Regions from separate parts of the Mus musculus genome. Here all the other regions are linked to region 3. The links are chromatin contacts, called in public Hi-C, HiCAR-type, HiChIP or PLAC-seq and promoter capture Hi-C maps. All regions are on one chromosome and are shown on one strand. The core of a region is the stretch at or near the end of the contact, and the rest is flanking DNA. Distances in the headings are between cores, read along the strand shown.

The links. Promoter capture Hi-C pulls out the DNA fragments that hold promoters and counts their contacts. A called contact is a pair of places that touch in the nucleus more often than the background predicts. HiCAR-type assays count read pairs that join an accessible place to other places. HiChIP or PLAC-seq counts read pairs in DNA pulled down with a chosen protein or histone mark.
Region 1: a contact with region 3 is called in a promoter capture Hi-C map of liver, with 4 times the contacts expected there. The contact joins the enhancer-like site here to the promoter of Rpl37a in region 3. A contact is called at or near these places in 9 of 39 promoter capture datasets (the 3T3-L1 cell line, 3T3-L1-derived adipocytes, embryonic stem cells and 5 more), 1 of 484 Hi-C or Micro-C datasets (B cells), 7 of 115 datasets of contacts at active chromatin or transcription factors (embryonic stem cells, extraembryonic endoderm stem cells, forebrain and 3 more) and 1 of 9 other capture datasets (embryonic stem cells).
Region 2: a contact with region 3 is called in a Hi-C map of cerebellum, with 3 times the contacts expected there. The contact joins the enhancer-like site here to the promoter of Rpl37a in region 3. A contact is called at or near these places in 3 of 39 promoter capture datasets (hippocampal neurons and liver), 1 of 484 Hi-C or Micro-C datasets (cerebellum), 2 of 115 datasets of contacts at active chromatin or transcription factors (embryonic stem cells and extraembryonic endoderm stem cells) and 1 of 9 other capture datasets (embryonic stem cells).
Region 4: a contact with region 3 is called in a promoter capture Hi-C map of hippocampal neurons, with 4 times the contacts expected there. The contact joins the enhancer-like site here to the promoter of Rpl37a in region 3. A contact is called at or near these places in 4 of 39 promoter capture datasets (embryonic stem cells, hippocampal neurons, liver and 1 more) and 1 of 115 datasets of contacts at active chromatin or transcription factors (astrocytes).
Region 5: a contact with region 3 is called in an H3K27ac HiChIP or PLAC-seq map of extraembryonic endoderm stem cells, with 28 times the contacts expected there. The contact joins the promoter of 6030407O03Rik here to the promoter of Rpl37a in region 3. A contact is called at or near these places in 9 of 39 promoter capture datasets (the 3T3-L1 cell line, 3T3-L1-derived adipocytes, cranial neural crest and 6 more), 2 of 15 datasets of contacts at CTCF or cohesin (embryonic stem cells and stem cell-derived epiblast-like cells), 16 of 484 Hi-C or Micro-C datasets (Th1 cells, cardiomyocytes, differentiating embryonic stem cells and 9 more), 19 of 115 datasets of contacts at active chromatin or transcription factors (astrocytes, embryonic forebrain, embryonic stem cells and 7 more) and 2 of 9 other capture datasets (embryonic stem cells and liver).
Region 6: a HiCAR-type map of astrocytes shows a contact between it and region 3, with 6 times the contacts expected there. The contact joins the enhancer-like site here to the promoter of Rpl37a in region 3. A contact is called at or near these places in 6 of 39 promoter capture datasets (the C10 cell line, cranial neural crest, hippocampal neurons and 3 more), 1 of 484 Hi-C or Micro-C datasets (cardiomyocytes), 7 of 115 datasets of contacts at active chromatin or transcription factors (astrocytes, epiblast stem cells, extraembryonic endoderm stem cells and 3 more) and 1 of 9 other capture datasets (embryonic stem cells).
Region 7: a Hi-C map of B cells shows a contact between it and region 3, with 10 read pairs. The contact joins the promoter of Atic here to the promoter of Rpl37a in region 3. A contact is called at or near these places in 2 of 39 promoter capture datasets (liver and pre-B cells), 1 of 15 datasets of contacts at CTCF or cohesin (large pre-B cells), 5 of 484 Hi-C or Micro-C datasets (B cells, CD4 T cells and CD8 T cells) and 1 of 115 datasets of contacts at active chromatin or transcription factors (large pre-B cells).

The regions. Positions count from the first base shown.
Region 1 is chr1:74,081,160-74,085,125 of GRCm38.p6, forward strand. All of the region lies in intron 1 of Tns1 (tensin 1), which reads right to left. Among named protein-coding and RNA genes, the nearest start is that of Gm31637, 12 kb to the right of the region's middle. Within about 2 kb of position 1,857, at least 98 of the 459 cell types and tissues checked have an H3K27ac peak or open chromatin away from gene starts, as enhancers often do. A contact at or near this core is called in 3T3-L1-derived adipocytes, embryonic stem cells, liver and 2 more, where this site is marked.
Region 2 is chr1:73,722,939-73,726,454 of GRCm38.p6, forward strand. All of the region lies in intron 6 of 6030407O03Rik (RIKEN cDNA 6030407O03 gene), which reads right to left. Among named protein-coding and RNA genes, the nearest start is that of Gm29183, 100 kb to the right of the region's middle. Within about 2 kb of position 1,848, at least 21 of the 459 cell types and tissues checked have an H3K27ac peak or open chromatin away from gene starts, as enhancers often do. A contact at or near this core is called in cerebellum, where this site is marked.
Region 3 is chr1:72,709,255-72,712,925 of GRCm38.p6, forward strand. Rpl37a (ribosomal protein L37a) reads left to right here and starts at 2,006. Exons shown (of 4, transcript NM_009084.4): 1 at 2,006-2,069; 2 at 2,418-2,546; 3 at 2,888-2,970. The coding sequence starts at 2,067.
Region 4 is chr1:73,900,929-73,904,541 of GRCm38.p6, forward strand. No RefSeq gene overlaps it. Among named protein-coding and RNA genes, the nearest start is that of 6030407O03Rik, 38 kb to the left of the region's middle. Within about 2 kb of position 1,878, at least 44 of the 459 cell types and tissues checked have an H3K27ac peak or open chromatin away from gene starts, as enhancers often do. A contact at or near this core is called in hippocampal neurons, where this site is marked.
Region 5 is chr1:73,862,775-73,866,805 of GRCm38.p6, forward strand. It overlaps 6030407O03Rik (RIKEN cDNA 6030407O03 gene), which reads right to left and starts at 1,692. Exons shown (of 9, transcript NR_045311.1): 1 at 1,601-1,692; 2 at 1-342.
Region 6 is chr1:73,743,055-73,746,542 of GRCm38.p6, forward strand. The region is part of intron 6 of 6030407O03Rik (RIKEN cDNA 6030407O03 gene); the gene reads right to left. Among named protein-coding and RNA genes, the nearest start is that of Gm29183, 82 kb to the right of the region's middle. Within about 2 kb of position 1,712, at least 77 of the 459 cell types and tissues checked have an H3K27ac peak or open chromatin away from gene starts, as enhancers often do. A contact at or near this core is called in astrocytes, epiblast stem cells and stem cell-derived neural progenitor cells, where this site is marked.
Region 7 is chr1:71,555,872-71,559,441 of GRCm38.p6, forward strand. It overlaps Atic (5-aminoimidazole-4-carboxamide ribonucleotide formyltransferase/IMP cyclohydrolase), which reads left to right and starts at 1,285. Exons shown (of 16, transcript NM_026195.3): 1 at 1,285-1,403; 2 at 1,626-1,752; 3 at 3,355-3,431. The coding sequence starts at 1,385.

The DNA of each region.
Region 1 (3,966 bases), core at 607-3,106, 1.4 Mb after region 3:
ACACACACACACACTTCCCGTCCAGACAGCACTACAAACACACACTCACCAAGCTCTGACAGTCAGTCCTTTGTAACCACACAAGAGAGCTCACTCTAGCCAATGGTTCTCAACCTGGGAGTCGAGACCCCTTTGAGGGGTCAAACGACCTTTACACAGTCATCACTTAAGACCATCAGAAAATACAAATGCTTACGTTATGATCCATAACAGTACCAAATTACAGTTATGGAGTAGCAAAAAAAAAATTATGGTTGGGGGTCACCAAGACATGAGGAACTGTATTAAAGAGCTGCAGCATTAGGAAGGTTGAGAACCACTGATCTAGAACATAAAGCCCTGCACAGGCACGACCCGCTGTACAGCTCATTCCACACGTAGACTACAGAGTCTCCCACCCTGGGGACTCCTCGAGGAAGCATGCCCTGCCTGACATAGGTCCCTCCTCTACAGGAACTCTCCAGGGAACAGGCTCAGCTGGAGCCCTTTCTGGGCACACACCCAGGCCAGGTCGTGGACACTGCAGTGTGCAGAGGGATCTCATCACACACCTTGTCCCTGAGCCTCCCAGCTCTGAGCCAGGGCCAGAGGAGACAACTTGGCTTGGAGGAGGAAGAGTGGCCCACACACTAAGCAAACACAGGCTCCTATCTGACAACACGGAGGAGGTTCTGGGTGCTACCAAAACACAGAGAAATGCAGGCAATAAGAGACTGGATCAGAGGCAGCAAGCCAAAGAGACAGGAAGAAATAGACAGAGGGAGGAGGAGGAAGCTGTCTGAGAATGAGACAAGCCACAGAGAAGATAAGGGAAGAGAAAAAGAAAGGCACAAGCCATGAGTACACAGAGAGCAAGCATGAATAGAGGCACACAGCTAAGAGGGAACCAGGAAACAAAGAGGGACAGACAGAAGGACCCAGGAGCTCCCAAAGGCCACATCAGGGAAGAGCTGAGGCTCGGGACACAATGATAGCCGTGGCTTCAAAGAGCTCATTGTGAGGCAAATAATAAACGAAGAAATCAAAAGGTGGTGGAAGATTAAAAACAGAATAGAGTCTCCAAGCTCCTCCCCACATTGTACAAATAAGTTACAAAGGATGAAACGGGGTTTGGAGGCACAGCTGTAATCCCAACAGCCTGAGTTCAAGGTCAGCCGGAGACAGACCTGAAGCTGCCTCAGAAATAAAGTGGGAGATAGGTTTCCCGGACAGATGCCAATCAAGTGATCAAAGTAAGTTACTGTCACCCGGGACGAGATGAATGGAAGTGGTACCCGTGGGATGGCTGACCAAGTGTAGAGTATCACTCTCTGACAGTCCTGCCAAAAGCCACAACCTGAATCCAATCAAGAGGAAACATCAGGCTGACACAAGCTGAGGCACAGTCTACAAATGAAATGGCCCGGAGCCTTCACAAGTGACAAGGTTACGAAAGTCACGGGAAGACAGAGATTCCCAGACAGGAGGCGACTCCAGACACGGCAGCTAAAAGCAGTGGCTGATTCTGAACTAGATGTTTGTGGTGGCCTTAAGGACGTCTCAGGGACACCCAGTGAGACACCACAGTGTCTGAGAATTAGAAGGCAGTGGCATCTTCATGCCATCAACCTCTGATGTTGGCCTCTGTGTCCCCTGAAACGGAGTCCTCGTGAGGTCAAGGAGGTATTCAAAGTCGAGTGGGGGGCAGCAACTCGCTCCCCCAAAGTTCAGGAGGGAAAGATCTTTGTGCCGAGTGAGTTTGCAACCATTCTGAAGCTTAAGATTGTTTTGAAATCAAAGATAGCCAGGCAGACTAGGTGAAAGGCAAGAGCAAACAGACAAGTCCAGGGCAGAGGTAAAAGCAAAGCAAGAAGAGGTTGAAGGCGTCAGCAGCGCCTCCTGGTGGTCATACTGAGCAGCAGCACTCCCCGAGCCGGTCCTAAATACCCCCCAGCTCCAGCCAGGAGTCTACCATTCCAGTCTACTGCCTGGGTTCAGTGAGGGTAGGGGCCTCCATCCCCTTCCAGTCTGCTGTCTCTCCTCCCACTTTCTCATCTCAGAGTTTGGTTGTCAGATTTCCTGGTCAATTTTGTCAGACATACTGGGGAGGGGCCCCAGCCATGGTGTGGGGTGGGAGGTGGAACAGAGAGGGAACTTGCAGTCCAGTTGGAGAGTGATGTGAGGGAGGCAGGCAGGAAGTCCCAGGCCTCTTTCTTCCTCCCCACTTAAAGAAACAGAATTTGACATTCTAGATAACCTTCCAAAACTCCCCTCCCTATACCCCCAAGTCCAGCCCTTTTCCCAAAGCCTAAGGAAAAGTCCCTTTTCCCAGAGCTCTGGAGTCCTTACAGCCTAGTGGGTAGGAGGGGGCAAGTGACGCCTTCCAGGCTGTTAAGAGACTATCCAGACTCATGCCTGGGACTGTGATACCACTGTCCCATCTGTCCTGGAAAACCTGAGTCTATAAACTTGCCCACAGTGGACCCGGAGGGCTAATGGGTGGTTCCAGGACTCTGACCTCCTCTAAGCAGTTCTGGGTGACTTTCCCCTCATCTAGCTCTGATGGAAGAACAGGCCTGGAATACACTGGGGCTGTGTAGCCGAGTGCATTGACAACCTTCTCTGGACCTCAGTACAAGGCGAAGCTTCGAGCTGCGGAGGGAGGGGGTGTGCTGACAGCTGTGGGGAGCAGAGAATATGAGGACACGTTAGCCCCCTAAGGACAGACTATAAAAATCTGTGTGAGGAAAAGTCAGCTCCATCATCCCCAATGAGAAGCAGGCCTCAGCTTCCCACACTAGGAAGTAGGGTATCCAGGGATGCTATAGAAAGGCTCAACACGTGGATTCTAATGTCACAGGATGTTGGTGGAGATGGTTTAGGGTGGGTTAGCCTCCTCCCTCTGATACCCAAGGACGTCTCAACCCTACAGACCAGAGTCAGAGCTTGCTACAAGAGCAGATTGGTGTTTAAGTCTGGCTCACCCTGCCCCGCTCGCCCATCTGGGACTGCTCCCCAGGTCCAGGCAGAGGATGAGAGTGAGCCCCATAAAGCCCACAAGCCCATAAAACATGCAGTGCCATCCAAGGACGGTGGCTTGTTAGGACAACGATTGCTGTCTTCCTGACAGGCGGCAGACAGCCACATGGGGCACAGCCAGGCCCTGCCCTCCCTGGATTAACAGGCAAGCCCAGAGGCAGGAGACATGGCCACAATGAAGGGAGGGGTGTCCTGGTGGCTCCAGCACTGTCCCACCTCCCTGCAAGCCAGAGTCAGAGCAAGGGAGCAGGGAAGGGATCCAGCTGGAAGCCCTGCTCCCCAGCCCTCAAGCCCCAGCAGCAGAGGGCTTTCAAAGCCTAAGGCCTTGGCCCATCTCAGCCCTTCCCTCTCTCCATTCAGCCAGCCAGAGGGTGTGGCACAACTGGCTGGACCATCAGGGGCTCTAGCCAGGCCTTGGTCCTGGTTGGGAGGAACTGCTTGCAGACAACTCCCTTCCTCGAGGGGCAGAGAGGCAAAGGGCTGTGTGCTAAAGAGGTCCACCCACTGTGAGAAAACCCCCAGTTCTGCCCTCCTCTGAGGCTAAACAGCTCTGGGTGGCCAGAAAAGACAGAAGTCTTCTAGCCAGAGAGCTGGGCAGCCTGGGAGATGGGATGGCCAAAAGCTGAGATAGGCTTTACCCTCTCCCTGTGACCCGGCCACCAAGGTCCCCTAGCCCTTAGTCGGGGAGTCTTAGTGCCTGCTCTCAGGCTTCTTCCTCCAAACCTCACCTTCACGGACAACACAGAGTTGCCTCCCTCTTGGGCCCCCAATTAAGGGCCTGCCCATGTTCTTGGTCACCCTGGTGGAAAACTCTGAGTCACCCTCAGCCCCTCCCTGCCCTCCCCCACCCTCTCAGCAGCTCGTTGCCAGATCCCGTGACTTTTGCCTCCTAATTCTCTCCACAGACTGACTCTCTTTCTCTCTCTCTCTCTCTCTCTCTCTCTCCTG
Region 2 (3,516 bases), core at 598-3,097, 1.0 Mb after region 3:
TGTGTGTGTGTGTGTGTGTGTGTGTGTGTGTCTGTCTGTCTGTCTGTCTGTCTGTCTGTCTGTCTGTCTGTCTGCCTCTGCATATGAGTGTGTTCCTTACCTCATTGAGTCTAAGATGGGCTAGTACATCAATACTGCTCAGAAACAAGGGACTCAGGACAGGACAGAATGCAATGTGTAAAACAAAGACATCTTATATTTTGAAGGTATGGGACCAGAGAGACTACATAGAGATATGAGAGAAGAGACTGAAGAGCAAATGTCCCTGGGTGGGAGTTCACTAGCAGGACCAACCCTGTTCATTGTTGGTTTTATGACCTATGTAACCCTTTAACCTCTATGTCTTCCTGGAATTGGCATCTTCACTTCAGGAATTTCAGGTCTGCCTTCCTTACAGCAAGAAAGAACAAATGAACTGCTGGGGATGGGGGTGGAGGGGATGGTTTCCATGTGGAAACAAAAACAAGTGCCCTTAAGGGAAGATGGATAGATCTAGGCAGCCTGAGAGCTCCAGCCAGGTTGGGCTGTCCCTCATGCTACTTTGTCCCTTGCAAGTTGCTATCTATCCATCTGAGTAGTAGAGAGGGGACCTGGAGAATGGAGAGAGACTTTTACTCATCTGTAGGATTTTGGCAACAGTAGGGTGTTTTTAGGCTATAAATGTGAGGGAGGTGGGTAAACATGGGCCAGGGATGGGCAGGAAGCTATTTCCCTGGAATCTGTCAGAAATTTGCTGGAGGTCCTGAGTGCATTCTTGGCACAGAGAATACTTAAACTCATGCGGACAAGAATAATGAAGTTCTAGAGAGTGCCAACAGTAGGTTCAGTTGCCCAAAGGAAGGAGTTGAGTATCCACATTCAACACAGAATTCCAGCTAAGTGCAGGCAACACACCAGGGTCAGGAGTGGATACTGGCCCTACCCAAAGCCCTCCCATAAGACCCTTGGTCCCTAGAGAGAGTAAATGAGCAAATGCAGATGTGTTGCTGTGATGTTCCTTCTCCAGCCACATTGGGTGACAAGGTGTTAGCAATGATGTCACCTATGACACTCATTCTGCTCAACCCAGCATCTGGCAGAGGTCATAGCGTATGTTCTAAAGGGCCAAGAATTATCTCATAGCAAAAACCTCTGATTCAACAGAAAGGACTGTCTCTGGGCCTCAGGAGGCTCCACTGATTTACACCACCATGTAGGGGCTCCCACTTGCTCTGAGGCTAAGGAGCCTGCAGACAGAGATATGGCTTAAAAACTCTGCAAAGAATTTAATGAATAATAGAGAATGTGGGTGAATGACCTGTGCTGTCTTCACTATACTTGAAAGTCACTGTAAAGGTCTTCCACTCTGCTCTTCAGATGTGTAAGTACAAATGATGCCTGACACAGAGTGGTCCTCATAGCCTGTGTGGATGGTGTCAATGAAAACAGAAACCCTTAGCTACGGATACTGAGTTTTATTTGCTGCAAGGCCAGAGTGAGGATAAAATAGATTGTATTTGTAAGTCTTTGAGAAATGGAAAAGTACTGAGGAAGTAATAGGCATTTCTAGCATTGTATAAATCCAATGCCCTAGCTTCTAAGGAAAGCTGTCTGCCAAAACAGTGTGGGGAGGTTAGGGCCAGATGCCCAAGCCTGCCTTTAATGCTATGCATATGGAATAAGTCACTTCATCCTTCTGAGCCTTTTATTTCTGGGTCTTAGTTGCCTTATATGGTAGTATAAGAGGAAGATAAATTAGGATGTTGTGTTCCTAGGACATTTGGGGATCTGTTTACACAGCCCAGGTAGCAGAAGGGATTTCTTGCTGATGTCGTGGTAGAACAGAAACCCTCAGGAGACTTGGAGGCCAGCCCAGGCTCTGCTACCAGCTCCCTGTAGGAGACACTTGACCTAATTTTCATCCTCTAACAGCAAGGTCATAAGACTCTAGGTTTTCCAAGTTCACTGGCAGTAATAATAGTCCATCACTCAATAACATCAGCTCAATCCAGGGGTAGCAATATCTACGATTGTGGACAAGCCCAGACACAGCAGCAGAGGGCTCAGTTCTGCACATTTTGTACTGGGTGACTACTTGAAGTCAGGTGTGACAGCTGATGCTTTGCCTTTGTCTTAGCATCTCTATGATTATGTGATGAAACATTATGGCAAAAGCAACTCAGGGGAGACGAGCTCATTCACAGATAAAGGGGAGTGTCTGTCAAGAAGTCAGAAGCCTGAAACCGCCTGTCACGGTACATCTACAGTCAAGAAGCAAAGAGTATGAATGCTTGTCTGATGCTCGGTTCCTGTCTCCATTTACACAGTCCAAGATCCCAGCCAGGGAATGTTGCCACCCACAGTGAGTAAGTCTTTCTACTTCAATTAGTACAATCAAGATGCTAATCACCCACAGGTAGGCCTAGTGATTCAAGATTCTTTCAACGTGACAATTATTACTCTCAGTTCTAGATAAGAGTAAGACATTCAGGTAAGAGATAAGAAAGCCTCCCAGCTGCCCCTTCTCTGCTTCCTCTTATTCACTCTGGTGAGATCAAAGGGAAACAGGAGACCACTTCTTTCTCTGACATGAGCATTCATAAGCACACTCTCAGCAGGGCCCTCAGGCAAGCATCAAAGCCTCACTCTCCTCATGGCTGTCCTCTCTACTAGTAAATGTGACACACAGCTTTGGGGTTGGCAGTTAGAAGAAGGAAGTAGGGCCAAGTGGAGGGGAGGGGAGGAATTCTCAGATCCCTGGAGGTTGGTCCAGCAGTTGCTGTGGAGAGCTCTTAGGAAGTCCTGCCATGACCAATGAGCTGAAAGGCACTTCTTGGCCTGAGCTAGCAGAGTCACACTTCCTGTGCCTCAACCACAGAGAAAGGACAGTCATGGAGAGATTATTGACTGAATTTCATTCTGGTATGTCACAGGCTCCTGGTTCGATCCTCTGAGCTCATTCTGGCATAGTAGTGTCTTCCATAGTTTCTGCCTACTGATTCTTTAGCCCATTTGACTTCTTCCATTGATAGAGGTTAGCTTACAAGATGGACGATTTCATGATGAGCACCTCTGAATTAAAGATAATCCCCCATCCTCTGAATCAAAACTGCTTCCAAGGAACCTTCTAAAATTTTCTAGAACAAAATGTCTATATGGCTATCACTTCACTCCTTAGCAACATGTCTAAGATATGACTTGAATTAGTAGATGTCCCTTCTCCGCAACCCCACTTAGCAGCCTTTCAGGGGAAAAGTGCAAAGAGAAATGACCAACCAGGTAATCCCTCAAGTCCCCATGACTCTAATATTCTAACTCTAAAGATTAAAAAAACAAACAAAACCCACAAATACGTACACCTATTTAACCAAAATCTGGGTTCAGCTTCTAGCCCCATGGGCTTCCCAAATGTCCATTTCTATCTGGGTTTACTTACTCAGTTCTCTCAGAGAAAGCAAATGAAGAGATAGATAAAAAAATGACTGAAATTTGGAAACTCCAGATTCTAGTCTCTACAGTGTGCCAGAACATTAACAA
Region 3 (3,671 bases), core at 756-3,255:
CTCTGTAGAAACCTTTTTTTGTTTGTTTGTTTTTACAAGTTAAAAAACAAAAATAATACAGTGTAGGGTTTTTCAGTCTTGGCACAGACCAGGTGTGATGTCTGAGTACATGTGTGTATGTATGTGTGTGTGTAGTTGTCTATGCATAAATCATTGTCCTCTTCCTCACTAGAGGATAACGCCACCCTTATCAAATGTCTGCAGATATTGCTGTGTCCTGGGAAGGAGAGGGTAAACAAGATCTCCATGGCTGAGAACCATTTATGAAGTATATAGCAACTGGCATGTTTTTAATAAGCTAGCAAAGAGAGAATATGCTACAATATGCTAGAAACTGGAGTATAACACACATAATGGCATATACTGTTTTATGGGATTCTTGATTTTACTAGATTTGTATGAAGTGGGTCGCTGTGTAAGATGTCTTTCTTACAATGAATTAGAGTCAAAAAGACTAAAAGTCACTAAAAAGAGCAATGTAACCATCCTGGGCCTGTATTTAGCTACTCAAAAAGCTGGCATGGCAAGATAAAGGACTACCTGAATTGTAAAGGGAGTTCAAAGTTGGACAACTTAATGAGACCTTGTATCAGAATAAAAAATAAGAAAAGGCTGGGTATACAGTTCAATTATAGTAACTTGGGTAGTATGTATGAAGCCCTAGGTTCAATCCCAATACAAATAAACACATAAATAAATAAACACAATCTCAAATTATGGTAGACTCATAAATGCTAGCCCCAAATTACATGTTCCAAGAGGAAAACAAAACAAATAGAGGAAAAATTAAATAAATAATGTACAAAAATACTTAAGAATTAAGAGTTTCACAAACTTTCACATTACAAAGAGAATCAGTTCTTTTTTTAAAAAAAAAAAAAAGACAAATCTTTCCGAATATTTATTTATTTTCTATGTATAGATATTTTTCTTGTACACATATCTGTGGACCACGTGAGGTCACAAGGAGTCTCCTAAAAGTAGAGTTACACGCACTTTTGAGCCACCATGTGGGTGGAAAGCAGAGTCAATGAGCCCTCTTTCTAGCCCCAAGACAGACTTCTTTAAAATCAAACACTAACATCATTTCCCACTGGAAATCTTAAAGTTTAAGAAAATCTTAGGAGAGAGAAGTGTTTAAAAATTTCAGAGCCAGGCGTGGTGGCACACGCCTTTAATCCCAGCACTTGGGAGGCAGAGGCAGGCGGATTTCTGAGTTCGAGGCCAGCCTGGTCTACAGAGTGAGTTCCAGGACAGCCAGGGCTACACAGAGAAACCCTGTCTCCAAACCTCCCTCCCCTCCCCCCCAAAAAAAGAAAGAAAGAGAACCACCACTTTAGGGTCTTGGGTTCAAGTAGCCTCTATTCCTTACATTATCCCCAGAACTCTGATCAGCAACATTTCGTAACTCTTTTTTTTTTTTTTTTTAGATTTATTTATTTATTATATGTAAGTACACTGCAGCTGTCTTCAGACACTCCAGAAGAGGGCATCAGATCTCATTATGGATGGTTGTGAGCCACCATGTGGTTGCTGGGATTTGAACTCAGGACCTTCAGAAGAGCAGTCTGCGCTCTTAATCGCTGAGCCATCTCTCCAGCCCATTTCGTAACTCTTAATCGTGACGAATATGACTGTCTCCCAGCCGAACTGTAACTCGGCCTGGGAGCGGATCCTAGGCGTTTACTATGGCCAGCATCTAGCACCCGGCCTGGCGATTTTCCGAAGTATAATATAGTGGGAAGGCAATGCGCCTCAGTCACAAACGTCGCGCTTTAAACACTTAAAGGCAAGCCACCTAAAACCCGTCTCTTCGCGAGCAGAACGCAAGAAATCGCATCTGCTCTGCAGAACTTTGGTTATGTGTAAGCTAAGAAGGATGTGCTTCCAGCTCGTGAACCACTTCTGCGCATCTATGCATTTCTCAGTGGAGACAGCGAATAAACCGCCAGAACACCGAGTTCACTTCCGAGAGAGGAGGTCGCGTCACTTCCGCTCGCCGGTCTAAAACCGCGCATGCGCATTGCGTCCCTTCCTCTTCGGACTTGGGCTTGGGTTCCGGCGACATGGTGAGTGTCTTCGTAACCGCTTTGGAAGTCGCTATCCATCGTCATCTGCCTTAGTCTCCGGCGTCCCGCTCTCAGCCCACCTCGGGTAGTCTGTGCTGTCCCTGTCCTGTCTGCTGTCGGGCTTCTCCCGGCGTCTGGAGCCCCGTACGCGGCCGGAGGCGGCTCGGCGGGGCTTGGCCCAGCGCGGTAGTTAATGCACAATCTGGAGCCTTTTGGCGCTCTGTGGGCGCCTTCCTTGATGGTTGAGCTTGAGGGAAAACAGGATTCAGCCGAGTTTGTGCTCAGCGGCGCGTTGGCGTGCACCGACTGGCTCAATGTCTCTGCTCCGTTCCTTTCCTCTGTCAACAGGCTAAACGCACCAAGAAGGTCGGCATCGTCGGCAAGTACGGGACCCGCTATGGTGCCTCCCTCCGGAAAATGGTGAAGAAAATTGAAATCAGCCAGCACGCCAAGTACACTTGCTCCTTCTGTGGCAAGGCAAGTCGGCCTCGGGTTAGGGAGGAGGGTGCCATTGCTCCCGAGCTAAGGCGGTTTGGGCTCGCTTTTTGCGGAGCATTCGTTGTTTACTTGCAACTAGTGAGGAACTTAAGGGTGAATGGTTTGGAGAGGAAAAAGTCCGATCTTGGGAAATTGATAGCGATGTCAGCGCATCTGTACCAACCCCAAAGAGGTCTGTTTAGCCTGTAAATAATACTCTGCTTGGGTTACTAGAATTTAACTGCTAATGGATAAGCTGGCTTTTCCATAGTTTACTCTCTGGAAGTCTCAGGGATTTTTTTTTTATATATATTTCATAACAAGATCTTAACTACTTACAGACCAAGATGAAGAGACGAGCCGTCGGCATCTGGCACTGTGGTTCCTGCATGAAAACAGTGGCCGGTGGGGCCTGGACCTACAAGTGAGTGTTTTCTCCTGTGGTATAGGAAAGGCTATGGACTGCACAGCCCGTGTTCCAGGTCTGGTGCATATCGGATTTGTTTTAGTTTAAAGCAAATCATGAGTTTGGGTTTAAAAGTTAATAGTTTTTGGTCAGGGCTATACAGTGAAACCCTGTCTCAAAAACAAAGTTATGGTTATAGATAAAAGCTCAGAGCCGGGCGTGGTGGCGCACGCCTTTAATCCCAGCACTCGGGAGGTAGAGGTAGGCGGATTTCTGAGTTCGAGCCCAGCCTGGTCTACAAAGTGAGTTCCAGGACAGCCAGGGCTACACAGAGAAACCCTGTCTCGGGGGAAAAAAAAAAAAAGAAGAAGTTCAGACTTTGATTCTCATATTCCTTTTGAATTGTACAGTCACCATGCTCTTTGGAAAATTACAGTTGATCTAAGTCCATTGGTGTTTGTGCTGGACTTGACTTAACACTACAAGTTATTTCTATAAAATGGTTTGAGGTTAATTGACTCGGGATTGTATAGAACATTGGAGGCTGTTTGGGCATATTTAGTGCTATGACCTTGACAGAGCCAGATGTTGTTGAAATGAAGCCTCCTGTCATTGTTTGCTTTGTTCTTAAGAGCTTTAGCATCTCAAACCAACAGCTGCCCCTCCACCCCTGAGTTTGCTGGCCAGAAGTCTGGTATCCAAGTGGTGTGGTGTTTTTA
Region 4 (3,613 bases), core at 628-3,127, 1.2 Mb after region 3:
GGGGTCTGCAACCCTATAGGTGGAACAACAATATGAACTAACCAGTACCCCCAGAGCTCGTGTCTCTAGCTGTATATGTAGCAGAAGATGGCCTAGTTGGCCATCATTGGGAAGAGAGGCCCCTAGGTTTTGCAATCTTTATATGCTCCAGTACAGGGAAATGCCAGGGCCAAGAAGTGGGAGTGGGTGGGTAGGGGAGCAGGGTGGGGGGAGGGTATAGGGAACTTTCGGGATAGCATTTGAAATGTAAATAAAGAAAATATCTAATAAAAATCTTTTTTAAAAAAAGAAAGAAAACAAATCCTACCCAGATATGACACCTAGCCACCTCACCCTCTCTAGCATAATAACCCTGAGCGCAGTTGTGGCACCAATAAGTTGAAAGAAAAGACTTAATAGAGGTGAGGAGAAAACCCAGGGATGTTCAGAAGCCACACTTAAGGAGAAATGACAACAGCCGGGACATTGCATGCCCAGTGTGACAAGGGCACTGTTGTTCTTCTCTGACTCCTGCATTGATGGTGGAGGGCACAGGCCATGCCCTGTTCATCTCACATCCTGGGATGCTGGCACAGGGTTGCATCATGCCAGGAACCTGCATGTGACCTTTGCTGCTCTCATTAGTTGTCTTGGACCCTAAGACTCTCTAGAGGAAATCACGCTTATTGTAGTGAGTCACAAGGCAGTGTCTCTGGGAGCCCTACCCTCTGCTCCTAGATGCTGTGCACAAATGAGCCTGACAGAAGTAGATCTCATCTTCTGGCTTCTTCTGAGTTGAAGTACCAAGATATTGCCACAAGGGGGCACTGTCCCCCTTCCCACGCCACTGCAGCTCTGAAAACTGGTTCCTTTCAGTCTAGGTGAAAGAGTCACTCTGCGTTTCTAAAGGAGGGTAACCTGCTGTGACTAGATAGTAAGCCACCACTGGGTGGTTGGTGGATATCAGCTTGAGCTTGCACAAGCTGCCTCCTTAGCTTCTCCTTCCCTGAGCATCCTGTCGACTCGTGCACTTTTTGAACCCAGAGCATCGACAGACCCTCCGGAGCCTGGTGATGCAGGATGCTGGCTTCTCAGTACCGTCTTGGGTTTTTTTTCCAGCTGCTGCTACCGAGGTCAAGTTTTCTTATGCAGCTCAATCCCAGGCCTGGATTCTCCAAGTGCATCCTGGAGATGGTAACCAGCCCTCCCAACCTCCTCATGGCCCTTCTAGAATTACTTGCCCTGATCTGTGGACCAGCCAAAGCTTCAATCATAGAGGGCCAACTGTAGGCTGGCTGCAGGAGGATGGACAGACAGACCTTGCCTATCCAGGAAGTGAGTTTATATTATAGGCAATGCTGGGCTAGGAAGTACCAGAGATGCCAACCCAGAGACTCATGGTAAAGAGGCCATAAGTAGCCCCCAGTCATTGACTGCCTATCCAGGGCTCCTCACTGGCTCCTGCCACCTCAGTGGACTCCAGCATGAAGGCTGAAGTTGGAATTGGGAATTGAGTGGGGGGGGGGGGTGCGGGGGCGGTGTGAAGCTGGCTCAGCAACTGCCCACTTTTACTTCCTCTTGGAAGAGCCGCAACTTCCTATTTGGCCACTGGAGGGCGCCTTGGGATCATGAAAACGCTATAAAATGTTAACCAACGTGGACTTGAGGGCCTAGACGAGAAAAGGACTTCAGACTGAGCCCTGTCTGATCATTCCAGATGTTCTCCGCATTCTGAAAGCCATCCTTTCTCATTCCAGAAGATCCTTGGAAAGAGACGGTCCTGCGGTTTCCACTCCCCCCCCTCAGCAACTGTAGCTAGCTTGGTCTACTGATGCTTCTTCCAGTGGGCACTAAGGAAGGTTGCCTGGGAGACCCGCATGAACGAGAAACATGGATCCAGACCCAGAGACTAGCGTGGGAGAAGCAGACAGGAAATGAAAAATGGAGGTGCTGGCATGCGGAGACTGGGCTGGGGCCGGGAGGGACGGAAGTGGGAGTTTGCCAGCCATTCTTACAGGTTGCAAGCCTCCATGGAGATTAAAAAAAGAATGAATGAATTGATTAATTAATCAATTCATTCATTCATTAATTTTTAAAAACAGCACCCCATCTCTAGTATCTTCTTACCTGGCCCAGCTACCACCTCCCAGATCCAGTCTAGGATTCTGGGTTAGGAGAGGCAAGGAGGAACTGGAGAAGAGGAAGGGCGGTCAGGTGGCAGTGTCACCACCAAGCACACACAGAACTCTGAGGCCACCTGGAATTACATCGCCCTCACAGTTACAAGGCCCTACCTGCTCTTCATTCCCTTATCTCCGTGGCAACAGAGCTCTGCTGTTCCTAGCCTCAGCAGCCTGGCACTAGGAAACACAGCCTGTCTGTCCCTCCTGGCACCTGCTGATGTCACCGCAATAAGAAAGATCTATTCCAGTGACAGCGACTGTGTCTCAAAGGCATCCCCACCCCTGCCCTCCTTCCCACAGATGCTCAGGGAAACCATTGTGAAAGGAGGCCACCCTCCAAATAGTGTCTGGTTATGCCTCAGTTTCCACTCCAGCCTGGACCCTCATTCCTAACTGCAGTGCCCCACACCCCAAAGTCTCTCTCTCCACCTGCAACCTTAGCACTGCTGCTGCCCCTCCTCTAGGGTGCTCCGTACGCATACATCCACATTCCTGGGTTCTCCTTCCCACACTCTGCCTTTTTAAAATGTTTTGCTTGTCATGCTCAAGACCCTCTACTAGTAACACATACACATACAGACACACACACATACATACACATAAACACACATACATACCACACAGACACACAGACACACACACACACACACACACACACACACACACACACACACACTGGTCTATGGTTTGTAAACACTTCTAACCTTTATGGTCTGAGATTGCTCACCCACAGAAACCTCCTACCAAGACTAGCCAACAGCTAACATGTGCTCCCCCCGCCCCGCTCCAGTATACATAATAAACATGCTGAAGTTCCCAGTTGTTACAGTAGCTGCTCTGGTCATCTCTCATAGCCTGTGCAGCCCATCTGTGCCCAGCTTTTCTGTACACATGTCTGTGTTTCCATCTTCTCCTTCCCACAGTGCCTCCATGAGGTTTCCAGACTTAAGCCATTCCCTGTGCACCAGGAGAGGGTGCCCCACCTGGCAGGCACTGCCCTAGGGCTTAAGGTAAACCACTCTGTGCCCTCAGGGACTTAAGAGTCTAGCGAGGAGAGAGAAAAGGAGGTCAAATAAAGAAATACCGAGCGTAGGTAATAGTTACAGTTTTTCACTTTGTAAATTACTATGATGAGGTGTAAGGTAGGTGTGTGTGTACGATGCATAGCATGTGTGCCCCAGTGTGTTCCCCCATGAGCACATGAGGAAGCCAGAGATGTGTATAAGGTTTCTCCCTTTATGGCTCTCCCCTTAGTCCTTCAATACACAGTGTCTCACTGGAAAAAAACAAAACACTACTTTGGCTAGGCTGTCTGGTTAGTAAGCTCTCAGGACCCTCTCAATGCTGGAGTTACATGCCCACACAGCCATGCCCAGCTTTTTATGCGGGGCCTAGGGATTTGAACTCGGGTCCTCAAGCTTGCCTAGCGAGTGCTCTTTCCCACTGAGCCA
Region 5 (4,031 bases), core at 442-2,941, 1.2 Mb after region 3:
CAGACAGAGGTCCGGAAGTCAGAGCGACCAGCTGAGTGTCTGGCACCTGAGGCCACACCTAGGCATACGCAGGGTACTGCACGCTCCAGGCCTGGTCTGAGGCCAGCACGTTCTCTTGTGCACGTCTGCACTGCCTAACAAGATCTGGCCTCTGCCTTCCTCTGCTTGGGCCTCTCAGGGCCTCTCCGCACGGGTAGACACTACCCCCTGGTGGGCTTGGGCGCCCTGTGCAGGCCTTCAGGTCTTGGCCTCCAGAAGAGTTTGGTTTTCCTAAAAGAAGCCCCATCACGGAAGCTGTTGGGGGACTGGGATTCCATGGTGTGGGTGAGGGCCTCCGGGATCCTAGAAGAAGCGAAAGAAAGAAGCAGAGGTTTGGTGTTGCTCGCTAGCACTCTGAGATAGCGATGGAGCAACAGGAAGGTGACAGCGGCGGAGCTTTCTAGATATCGACACCTGTTGTGGGAAAGGAAAGCACTCCCTGCTGGCCAGAGGGGAAACTGAGACTGAGCCGTCACTTGAAGCCTGGGACTGAGGGATGATGGGACATGAAGCTGAGTGGTCCTTTAAACTTAGCAAATAAAAATCTGGAGACTGTAAATCTTTCGTTTACGATTAACAGTGAATGCTCTTTAGCAATGTACTAGCCATGCACAGCGAGCAGGGTATCTGTGCAAAGAGCCAGGGAACTAACTGATGCTGCATTGGAGATTACAGAGGAGTTGGGGATACAGGTGGAATGCCCCAAATTAACCTGTAAGCCTCACCTGCCCCGTTCATTAACCAGTTCACTAGTTAAAGCTACTAGGTCTCTTCTTAAAAGAAGACAAACAGGTTCGCCTTGCCCATGAGCTTCATATTAAAGAATAAACAGGTTTCAGATGGTTTCTGCTAAAGAAGCCTGCTTTACAATGACTGCTTTCAATAACGAGTACTTATGTCTTTGGTAAATGACTAGATGAAAAAATTTCGTTCTGAAATATATAAAGATTTGAGAATAAAAAAAACTTGAATAAGTTATAAGGATCTCAAAAATGATTGTGGATATATAGAAATAAAAAAGGTTTCGGATTCCTTTTCCATTCTATGCTGTTATTGCCCTGAAATTTGGGGGGGGGGGGTGTCAGGATTTGATGAAGTACCAGCTGTTTTACTACTCAGTCACAAGCTCAGGATTTTGAGTTTTCTTTGGTTATCTTCTAGATATAGACTTAGAGGTGCTTTTTATTGGGTTAAAATATCTCTATCCAATTATACACCTGGCTCTTTAAACAGAAAAAAATTTTTTTCATGTTCAGAGAAAAATGCTACAGTTCTTACTAAGACTCAAAGGCGTAAGTCTGCTGCTTCACAGAGTCCCATCAACTGCTTTCCCTACCATGTGAATTTCAATAAAATGGCAACGCTGATCTATCTCCTTTTATGAACTGAAAATTCGCATGAGCTTCAGGGAATCAGAGAAGTCGTAAGACTTGGATCCACCTACCAGAGTCAAATGGACTCCGGACAGTACAGCCTGAGTTTCTGTATCTGTCTGTCCCTAAGAATGGAGTTTCCCCTGGTCTTGGGATTCCTCCCCCTCCCCGGTAACACAAAAATTTACCTTCTGTCCCGAGTCTATATTTGTCTCAACAGATTTTCACTTGGCTGACAGACTTCATCCAGGGATGCAAACTGCAGAGCTCTGGACTTGCTGAAAATTATGTAAACCAGTCCAGCCAACATGATTGCTCCTTGTGCCTTCAGCTGGATCAGCCAATCCAGTGCTTCTGACAAATGCCCCATTGTCCAGCCTTTCACTAGCCTCTCAGTCTTCTGGGGCCCTGGCAACAACACCCTAATGTCAGCTGGAAGTAGTTACGGAAGAAAATATGTTGTCTGTTACCCCACCTAACAGGCTGAAAATGCTAAGTCAAAGAGAAACTCTGTGGCATAGAGGACAAAATGGCTACCTATAAGCTGACTGACACATCAGAAAAATGGGCCCAGATTTGTCAACTCGTAGATTTATTAACTAAAATAGTTCTACAATATGATAGGATACTTAACCTGCTTTATGCAAAATAAAAAGTATTATGTGCCTTTAAAAATATTTCTATACAAATCATTCAGGACTATAATTTGGCTGTACTCAAGAAACATTGCAAAAAGGGACCTGAGATAAAATAAATGACTGGTTTCCCATCCATGTCCAGGCTCCTTCTAGATAGTAACTCTAATGGTTAGTAGATCTAAAATATAAACAAGTACCCATCATAGGATCAAAGACTTGAGAGGCAACACCAGGGGGAATGTAATGCCCAAATTTAACCTGTAAGCCCTATCTGCTCAGGACAACAGGTAACTTCCTAGAATGCTGGGAACTGTAGTTCTTGGAAAATAACAAAGCCTCATGGGAAAGTACCATGACCTATAGGTTTGTCCTTATAAACCCCTTCAACATAACCCAGGGCTCAAGGCCACTCTCTGCTGAGAAATTTCAGGAATGGTCCTGACCAAAGCCCTTATCTTGGTCAGTATTTAATATTTAATAAAGCTTGCTTTTAAGCTTGCCCCAAAATGGTGAGATTGGTTTTGCTTCAACGAATCTCATGATTAACATAGCAAATAAGCAATATACTAGGAATGGTGATCCCAGTATCTCCCAAAGAGATAGAAGTGGGACATACAGGAGATAGAGCAACAACAAAAACAGGAGTCAGAGAGAGAAGAGGGAGGGGGGGTAGGAAGAGAAGAAGGAAAGGGAGACTATTATGGTCTGTATGCTTTTGTCTATCCAAGGGTCATACACTGAAACTCTAACGCCGATAGGATAGTATTAGGAGGTGGGGCTTTGAAGGGTAATTAGGTTTAATGAGATGGTGGGGGGTGGACCCCATGATACCATTTGTGTCTTTATAAGAAGTAGATCAGAGCTTACTGTCTCCATCTTGTCAGTGTAACTGGCCCTGCAGAAATGAAGACATTCTAAAGAGACAATTATGTCTCTTGCTCTATAAGACGACGGAAGCAATGGACCCCAGAGAAATGAGGGCTTCCCCAGGAATTTTATTCTGGGAGAAAAATAGGGCACCAGCCAAAAGGGGGAACTCATCTCCGGAAACAGACTTCACACAGTTCTAAGGACTTGTGAGACCTCCTTACAGAATGAGAGGTGAAGCCCAGTGACGTCAGTGGTGGGCGGGACCGTGCCTTCACCAGACCGATTAGATGTGCACATCCTTGTCTCTCTATTTAAACACTGATCCCACTTCAGGACCAGAAGGATGTGAGAGGTTTGCTTGGATCTCTTCCCAGTGTGGCCACATTAAATAACTCCCTTTCTTTGCTTTGCTTTTAATTAAGCACTTTTAATTGACTTATTGATGACAGGTAGCACTGACTTGGGACATAGATTGTGACACACACACACCCAACTTTAACAACATGACGACAGAAGATGACCAACTGACAACTAAGAAGAGAACATTCAGGGCACATAGGGAAGCACCAAGCCAACACCACAGCCCTGTGTCAGTATGTACGAGATGGGATGGGAGAGAAACAGGAGAGCCTGTGAACATAGTGGAGCATGTGTCCTTATTATATGTTGGAGCATCTTCTGGGTATATGCTCAAGCGTGGTATAGCTGGATCAGTACTATGTCCAATTTTCTGAGGAACCACCAAACTGATTTTCAGGTTGTAGCAGCTTGCAATCCCACCAGCAATGGAGTAGTGTTTCTCTTTCCCCACATCCTCGCCAGCATCTGCTGTCCCCTGAGTTTTTTATCTTAGCCATTCTGACTGGTGTGAGGTAGAATCTCAGGGGGTTTTTTGACTTGCATTTCCCTGATGACTAAGGATGTTGAACATTTCTTTAGGTGCTTCTCAGCCATTCAGTATTCCTCAGTTGAGAATTCTTTGTTTAGCTCTGTACCCCATTTTTAATAGGGTTATTTGGTTCTCTGGAGTCTAACTTCTTAAGTTCTTTGTATATATTGAATATTAGCCTTCTATCAGATGTAGGGTTGGTAAAGAACTTTTCCCAATCTG
Region 6 (3,488 bases), core at 462-2,961, 1.0 Mb after region 3:
TCAGTTAGTGAGTCATAAGCTACCTTTATCTTGGGTTTTCATCATTATTTATAAAATAACAAATTGATAAGAGGTGGATACTGTGAGGCTAAAACTGAAACAAATGCAAAGCACCTCCTACGCTGCCCAACACACCACGGCAGGTAGCCAGTAGGTAGCCAGTAGGCAGAAGCACACAGACCTGCATATGTGCCTTAGCAAGCTGTAGTCAACAGAGATAACCATTAGCTATTTTCATGCCTTGTGATTTCAACTCACTCTGGGGAAGTGGAAGAAGGTTTGTCTTTGGTCCCTGAACCATTTTTAACTCAACACACAAGAATCACAGTCATCCTACAATGACAGTTGTGTGGGGCACCAGGGCAGGCTGCCTACCCTCAGCAAGGGAGACCTGAAGAGTCCTTGTTATTTCTCCACAGCTGTGGTCACAAACCTTGCATGAGAGTGTGTACCATCAGAATATCAGTAGACCCAGAAGGGAGCCAAAGCAAGCATATGCTCAGTCAAGACACTATTTGGTAGAAGGTATCAAAAAATATCCTTACCTCCAAACCCAGAGAGGTCATATCTACAAATGGTCACAATCACTGGATCCCAAAAGAAGCCAAATGACACCAGTTCAGCTCCCTTCTTCCTGTTAGCTGCCCATGATACATCTCCTCAAGAGAATGGAGACATTTTGGTCTCAAATAGTGACTATATACACACTATGTTGGCAAGGGGGGTGGTGGCAATGGAGGTGACCTTAACCCCCTTCTGCAACTGCCATGGAGGAGTACACAAAACCCTCTACTCCCTCTCCCAGAAGCTGGTGGCAATGTAGGCTGCACCAGTCATGCAAGGAATATCTGCATCTACTGAGCACCTCCAGCCTCTACCCTGTAACTCGCCTACTATCTCTGTGTCCCTTGGGAATCTTCCCTAGATGGCCTGAGGTGTCACCTGCAGCTAGAATGTCAGTAGGCTTGTCTGGCCCAACATACTTTGCACGGTCACTGTATCTGGAAACCTCAAGCCTGGGCAGAAAGCTGAACAGCCTGGCCTTGCAGACAAGGACAAAGGGTCTGCAGAGCCTGAGCATTCCAGTCTCCCACGTTCAGTGGAAGGCGGGGAAGAAAGGTCATTAATGCAGACGGTTTATGTTTTCCCAAGCCAGCATTCCTCACAAACAGCTGTGTTTATACAAAGCTAGAAGAAAAGGAGGGAGGGAGGGGGAGGAGAGAGAGAGAGAGAGAGAGAGAGAGAGAGAGAGAGAGAGAGAGAGAGAAGAGAAAGGACTGAGGATGTCCTGAGGATGACATCATTCTGTGTTGTCTGCCTTGGCTGGCTGGCTCCCACGGGAGAGAGAGGGCTGCAGCAGGCTGGTGAGTGGGGTTGGTACCAGGTAAGTATAAGCAACTTGGCAGTACCTGCACACAATTAGGAACAGCATTTCCCTGCTCTCCCCTCTATCCACCCCACCCCCAGCTTCCTAATATATTTATGCAGAAAACTCTTTTTCCTTGTACCAGCACCCACCCTCAGAAGAAGGTTAGATTCAGGACTCAGGTTCACTCTTTCTAATCTCTTCAGCAACTCCCCAACCCCAGAAGAAAAGCCTGACAGGAGGCAGGGTCATTAAAGTGAATTAAAATGCATCCAAGGGGAGATTAACCCCAAGCCATCCCCATAGCAAACAAAGGCCTCTTTCACACAGACTCCAGCTCTGTAAGCAGAGATTAGGGAACAAATTCTCAGAGCCTAGAGGTAGGAGACAGGCTAGCACTTAACCTCCCTGGCTAGACCTCAAGAACTCAACTTCTGCCTGAGTCAGAAGCTTCCGTCTGCAAGTGGAAGGGGGCTTCAGAGCAGGACCTGGACCCCTGCCTGAAATACTTCATTGAGAGCCAGGTGTGTCCTTAACACAATACAGATGTAATGAAATGTGACCCTTTCCTAGATTCCTGCAGGGTCTAAGGTAGGGGGTCCTCCACAGCCCCTCTCAACCTTCTCTGCAACCCTTTTATTGAGCACCGGCTTTGTGTCGGGCTGAGCCATGACAAAGACTTGACCAGGATAGGCATCTTGCTGTGGAGGATCAAATTGAGGAAGGCAGGTTGGCTGTGAGTAAAGTTCACTACAACACAGACCGAAAGATGTGGGAAGTCTAGTAAAGATAGTACAGATGACCCTTCATCTGGAAGGCTCAAAAGAACATCAGAGGAAACAGTGACCCACAAACAGTCTTAAAAGAGTAGATGTTCAACCTGGTAAAGTTAGGATGGTGATGGAGACAGAGAAAAGGGAAGACATTCCAAGCATAGGGTGTAGAATGACCAAAGGCATCAAAGATTGAAAGAGCACATTGACTTTCCCAAGAGGAGCAAAGCATCTCAGTAGGGATGTTGCAAAAGATAATGGGACTATGTGCTGGTGGGAGGGGCTATGTGCTGGTGGGAGGGGTTATGTGCTGGTGGGAGGGGCTATGTGCTGGTGGGAGGAGCTAGAAGAATGCACTTCAGTGCTGTGGGTGGATTTCAAGCAAGGCCCACTGCATAGTCAGATGTGCACTATAGGCCGGTTGTACTAGGAAGTACACGAGGCTAAAGGCACAGAGACCAGTCCAAAAGCAAGCTTTAGAACCCAAATAAGAGTCTGTAAGGGTTGGGTGTGAAGTAGTGGCAATACAGGAGATATTTCTTCATGTGGCATATTAAAGAAAGAAAAAATGGAGTCAACTGTCCTTACTTGGATTTGATGCAGGAGGGAAGGTGGCTCTAAGGCTTAGGGGCTGGAGAGATGTCATCCCAGTTCCCTAAGCAGGAATTTTAAGGAAAGGAAGCTGTTGAGAAGATGTCTGTCACCTCTCAAGTATTTTCTCAGGTCTTTTACTAGTATTTCTCATATCTGTCATGACTTCACCTGCCGGTTCTGTGCGGCTCCCACCAGCTTGGACCAAATGCTTTCTGGTTTAACTTTCTGCCTGAATGTTAACTGCTAGCCCCATCCCTGCACAGGGCTCCTCTGGTTGGGATGGTTGGTGTGCCTAAAAAGTCTAGTAGACCAGAGGGTCTCAGCCCGTGGGTCATGACCCTCTTTGGGGTTGCATTTCCTATATCCAGCATACCAGGTATTTACATTATAATTCATAGCAGTAGCAAAATTATAGGTATGAAGTAGTCATGAAATAATCATATGGTTAGGGTCATCACAGCCTGAGGAACTGTTTCAAAGGGTCTCAGCATTAGAAAGTTTGAGAGGCGGTGAAGTAGACTCTCGGGTACACAACCCAGATGATGAACGTCCACCTGGTAAAAGACTCCCTGTCTTTGTAAAGCACAAATCTAGGCCACTCACTAGCCCATGGCCATTTTGCAGTACTCTTTGTTGGGGCCCCCACCTTGCTAGTTTTCTGTTCCTTTTTCTAAGTTCCTCCTTAGGATCATTTTCCAAAATAAGTCATTCAACACATATGACAGTTGATTTTATGTGCCAGCTTGGCAGCCTTG
Region 7 (3,570 bases), core at 35-2,534, 1.2 Mb before region 3:
ACCTTTTGTTGTTTGTTTAACATTTTTGAGACAAGGTCTTGCTGTTTCTTTGGCAGGTATGGGACTTAAAGTGTGGACCAAACTAGCTCCAAACTTGCAATGATCTTTCTGAACCTTGTTCACCTCTGTACATTGAAAGTTGTGAACACATCCTGAAGACACTCTCATGATCCTAATATATCTTCCTTAGAAACATGAGAGGTGTTCAGAGCAAGGAGTTAACACGTTCTGAGGTCAGAAAAATGAGATAGATATTTGATCAATAGATATTTGGAGAAGGAAAAAGAGATTGGACTATTAGAGAGGAAAGACAAGAAGCAGACTAGCATCCAAATAATAGGAAAATGGACTTTGCACAGATTGGGAGACTAGACTGGAAATAAAAAGCTAAGCTTTCTATAGAATTGTACAATTTTAGGCTCCTTTATAGAATTTTTAAGTTCTTTTTTGGAATTGTATTAAAGAACATTACAAAAGAAAACATAATCAAAAAATTAATTCTAAACATTAATGTTAAAAATAGGGCTGTTAGCCGGGCAGTGGTGGCACATGCCTTTAATCCCAGCACTTGGGAGGCAGAGGCAGGCTGATTTCTGAGTTCGAAGCCAGCCTGGTTACAGAGTGAGTTCCAGGACAGCCAGGAATACATAGAGAAACCCTGTCTCGGAAAAAAAAAAAAAATAGGGCTGTGTATACAGCAAGATATGTTTATTTTGTGCCAAAGGTGTCACTTTTATTAAAAAGAAGCAGATGAGCTCAATTTTGCTATTCCTATTTTTAATAACTTAAGTCTTGAAACCTTTACTCCTGCCACCTGGGCTTGAAGGAAAAGAGCATTTTACACATGGTGATCTTGATGTAAATTCCAGGCCATTTTATAATGTGGTATGAAAAACTTCAAATGACGGTCATTTTACTTCTTTGGGGCTCTCAACTGTGGAGGCAATGACTTCATGCGTAGGTCTCCCAGACCTGTAAAAGGGAGACCATAGCAGAAGGCTTCTCTAATCCTTTCTGACATCGTCAGACAGGGTCTGTTTAGTCCTCTCGCTAGTTTCCCCCAATCAGTGCTCCAGCCGCCGCGGCCCCACCTCCCGGGACCTCAGCAGCAGCACCCCAGATGCGCGCGAACCGCGAGTCCCCACGCCCAGATCTGGGTTCGGAAAGAGGAAGCCCGCGGCTACAGATCCCAGGCTCCGGAGTTAGCAGCCGCCCCGCCCAGCGGCGCCTTCCACCCTAGGCTGCAGCTCACTGGAGGAGGGGCGGGACCTCGGGGTCACGTGGGGTCGACACGCCCTGCCCACTGCTTCCTGAACCGCGGGGTCCGGCCTGCCTGCCTACGCACGTGGCCTGTCCGTCCCTTGACTCCGCGACCCAACGCAGCATGGCTCCGTCTCAGCTTGGTGAGGCCCTCGCGATGCATCATAGGGGTCCTGCCTGCACCATCCCCGCCACCCACTCATGCCGCTGGCCGAGCTGGGGAGGCCCCGGGCCCGGCCTGCAGGCTGGGTGTCCCCAGTGCTGGGCCCTGGGCCTGCAGTTGCATGAGTCCCCTTCCCAGGAGTCCTCCCCGGGAGATCTCGGTGCCAGAAGCCGCGAGTAATGAGAACTGCCTTCTCTTTCAGCCCTGTTCAGTGTGTCTGACAAAACTGGCCTCGTGGAATTTGCCAGAAGTCTCGCGTCTCTTGGTTTGAGTCTGGTCGCTTCCGGAGGCACGGCAAAAGCGATCAGGGATGCTGGCCTGGCAGTCAGGTAAGGCAGTAGGTAGCGTTAAAGGGAGAAAAACGTTGTGACCATATTCACCAGAAAGCCATGCAAAAAACTGACAAAACACAGGGAGAAGTTAGGTTAGAACTAGGGAGCCTTGAGTTTTAGAGTCCTAGCACCCAGCCACTGTTTGCAAACAAATTAACTTCGGAGGGCCATGTGTTATGCAGAATAAACACGAATGTTCAGGTTCCATGGCCTGGCTTTGACTGGTTGCACAGTTAGACTGTAACATCTTTGAAGATCTGTATCTCCCTCTTCATAGCCTCACCCATCAGAAAGTACCAGTGGCTCGATCACACTCATCTCCTGACTAACAGTGGGAAGGGTTTGACAAGAGATGTCAGGAGATGACCCTGAAGGTCTGGAAGGTAGAAAAGGAAAAAGACCTTAGTTCCCTGGCTGTTTTCATTGCCATTATAACTCTTGGTTTGTGGAGAATCCCTATAGAGGTAAATTATTCACCTCTTCATAACTCTTGTTTGTGTAAGCAGTACATAACCCCTGTACATTTGACAGCTTCAGACAGCAAGAATGCCTTTACTTAGTAAATGTCTTCAGTGGATTCTCTTGTGACTTATGGGAGTCCGGAGCATCAGGGACAGCAGACAAGTAGGCTCCTGTGAGGTGCAGTTGAGTTACTGTGGAGCTGGTATGGGTAGGCCATTGTTGCTGTGGCATTTACGATGAAGTACGAGGAGTTCTTGCATTGTCTATCGCCTAGTTTAAATGTTTCTCAGATGGTCATTCATATTTCCACGCCACTGCCCAGTATTTGCTTGCCCCGTTACGCCTTCTCGTATTCTTTTGGTGGTATGGAAGACTGACCCCAATGTCCAGTCCACTCCTGAGCTGTATCCCTAGTTCATTTTTTATGCTTTGCTTCAGAAACTTTTAAAACTTAGAGCCAGGGTCTCTGTAGGTTGCCCAGGCTGGCCTTGAACTTGTGATCCTCCTGCCTCTTCCTCCTTGAGTGAGTTGGAGTATGGATATCTTTTAGAAATTAGAACTATGTCCTGTTAAAGAGTAAGTGTTTTTGTTTGTTTATGCGGGTCCTGGTGCATGGGAGACAAACTTTGTACACCTGAGCCATATTTCCAGTCCAAACATATTTTTAATGTTTTTGTTGTTGTTAAATTCACTATAAATGATTCTCAGTAGAATCTCTTTGCTTTGTTTGTTTGCTTTTGGTTTTTCAGGCAATGGTTTCCCTATGTTGTCCTGGAACTTTATCTGTAGACCAGGCTGGGCTTGAACTCACAGAGATCCACTTGCCCCTGCCTCCTGAGTGATGGGATTAAAGACGTGTGCCACCACTGCCCTTGAATTTCATAATTAAAGGTTGTTAAGAGTCTGGACATTGTAAAGCCAGTGCTTTAATACCTAATTGATTTTCTAAAACATATCATTTAGGAAATATAACATTTTGCAGTATATGAATAACATTTAGGAAATCCAACACAGTGAAAATTTTTAAAGCTTTGCTTAAGTTGGACTTGAAAAAAAAACCTCTTGTAGATTTGGTGGGAGATGCTTTGAGTCCTGGAAAGTGATAATTCAGTAACTGTTTTATTACTCTGTTTTCAGAGATGTGTCTGAGCTAACAGGGTTCCCTGAAATGTTAGGGGGACGCGTGAAAACCTTGCACCCTGCGGTCCATGCTGGTAAGTGGTTGAGGGTTGTAATCCCTCAGTTTATAACAGATTTTAGTTCATAGTTTCAAAAGATACAGGAAGAAATAAATCATAAGCCCCCAAAAAAAGATTTTAAAAGAGTCTACTTCTCCCATTGATCCCTTTATAA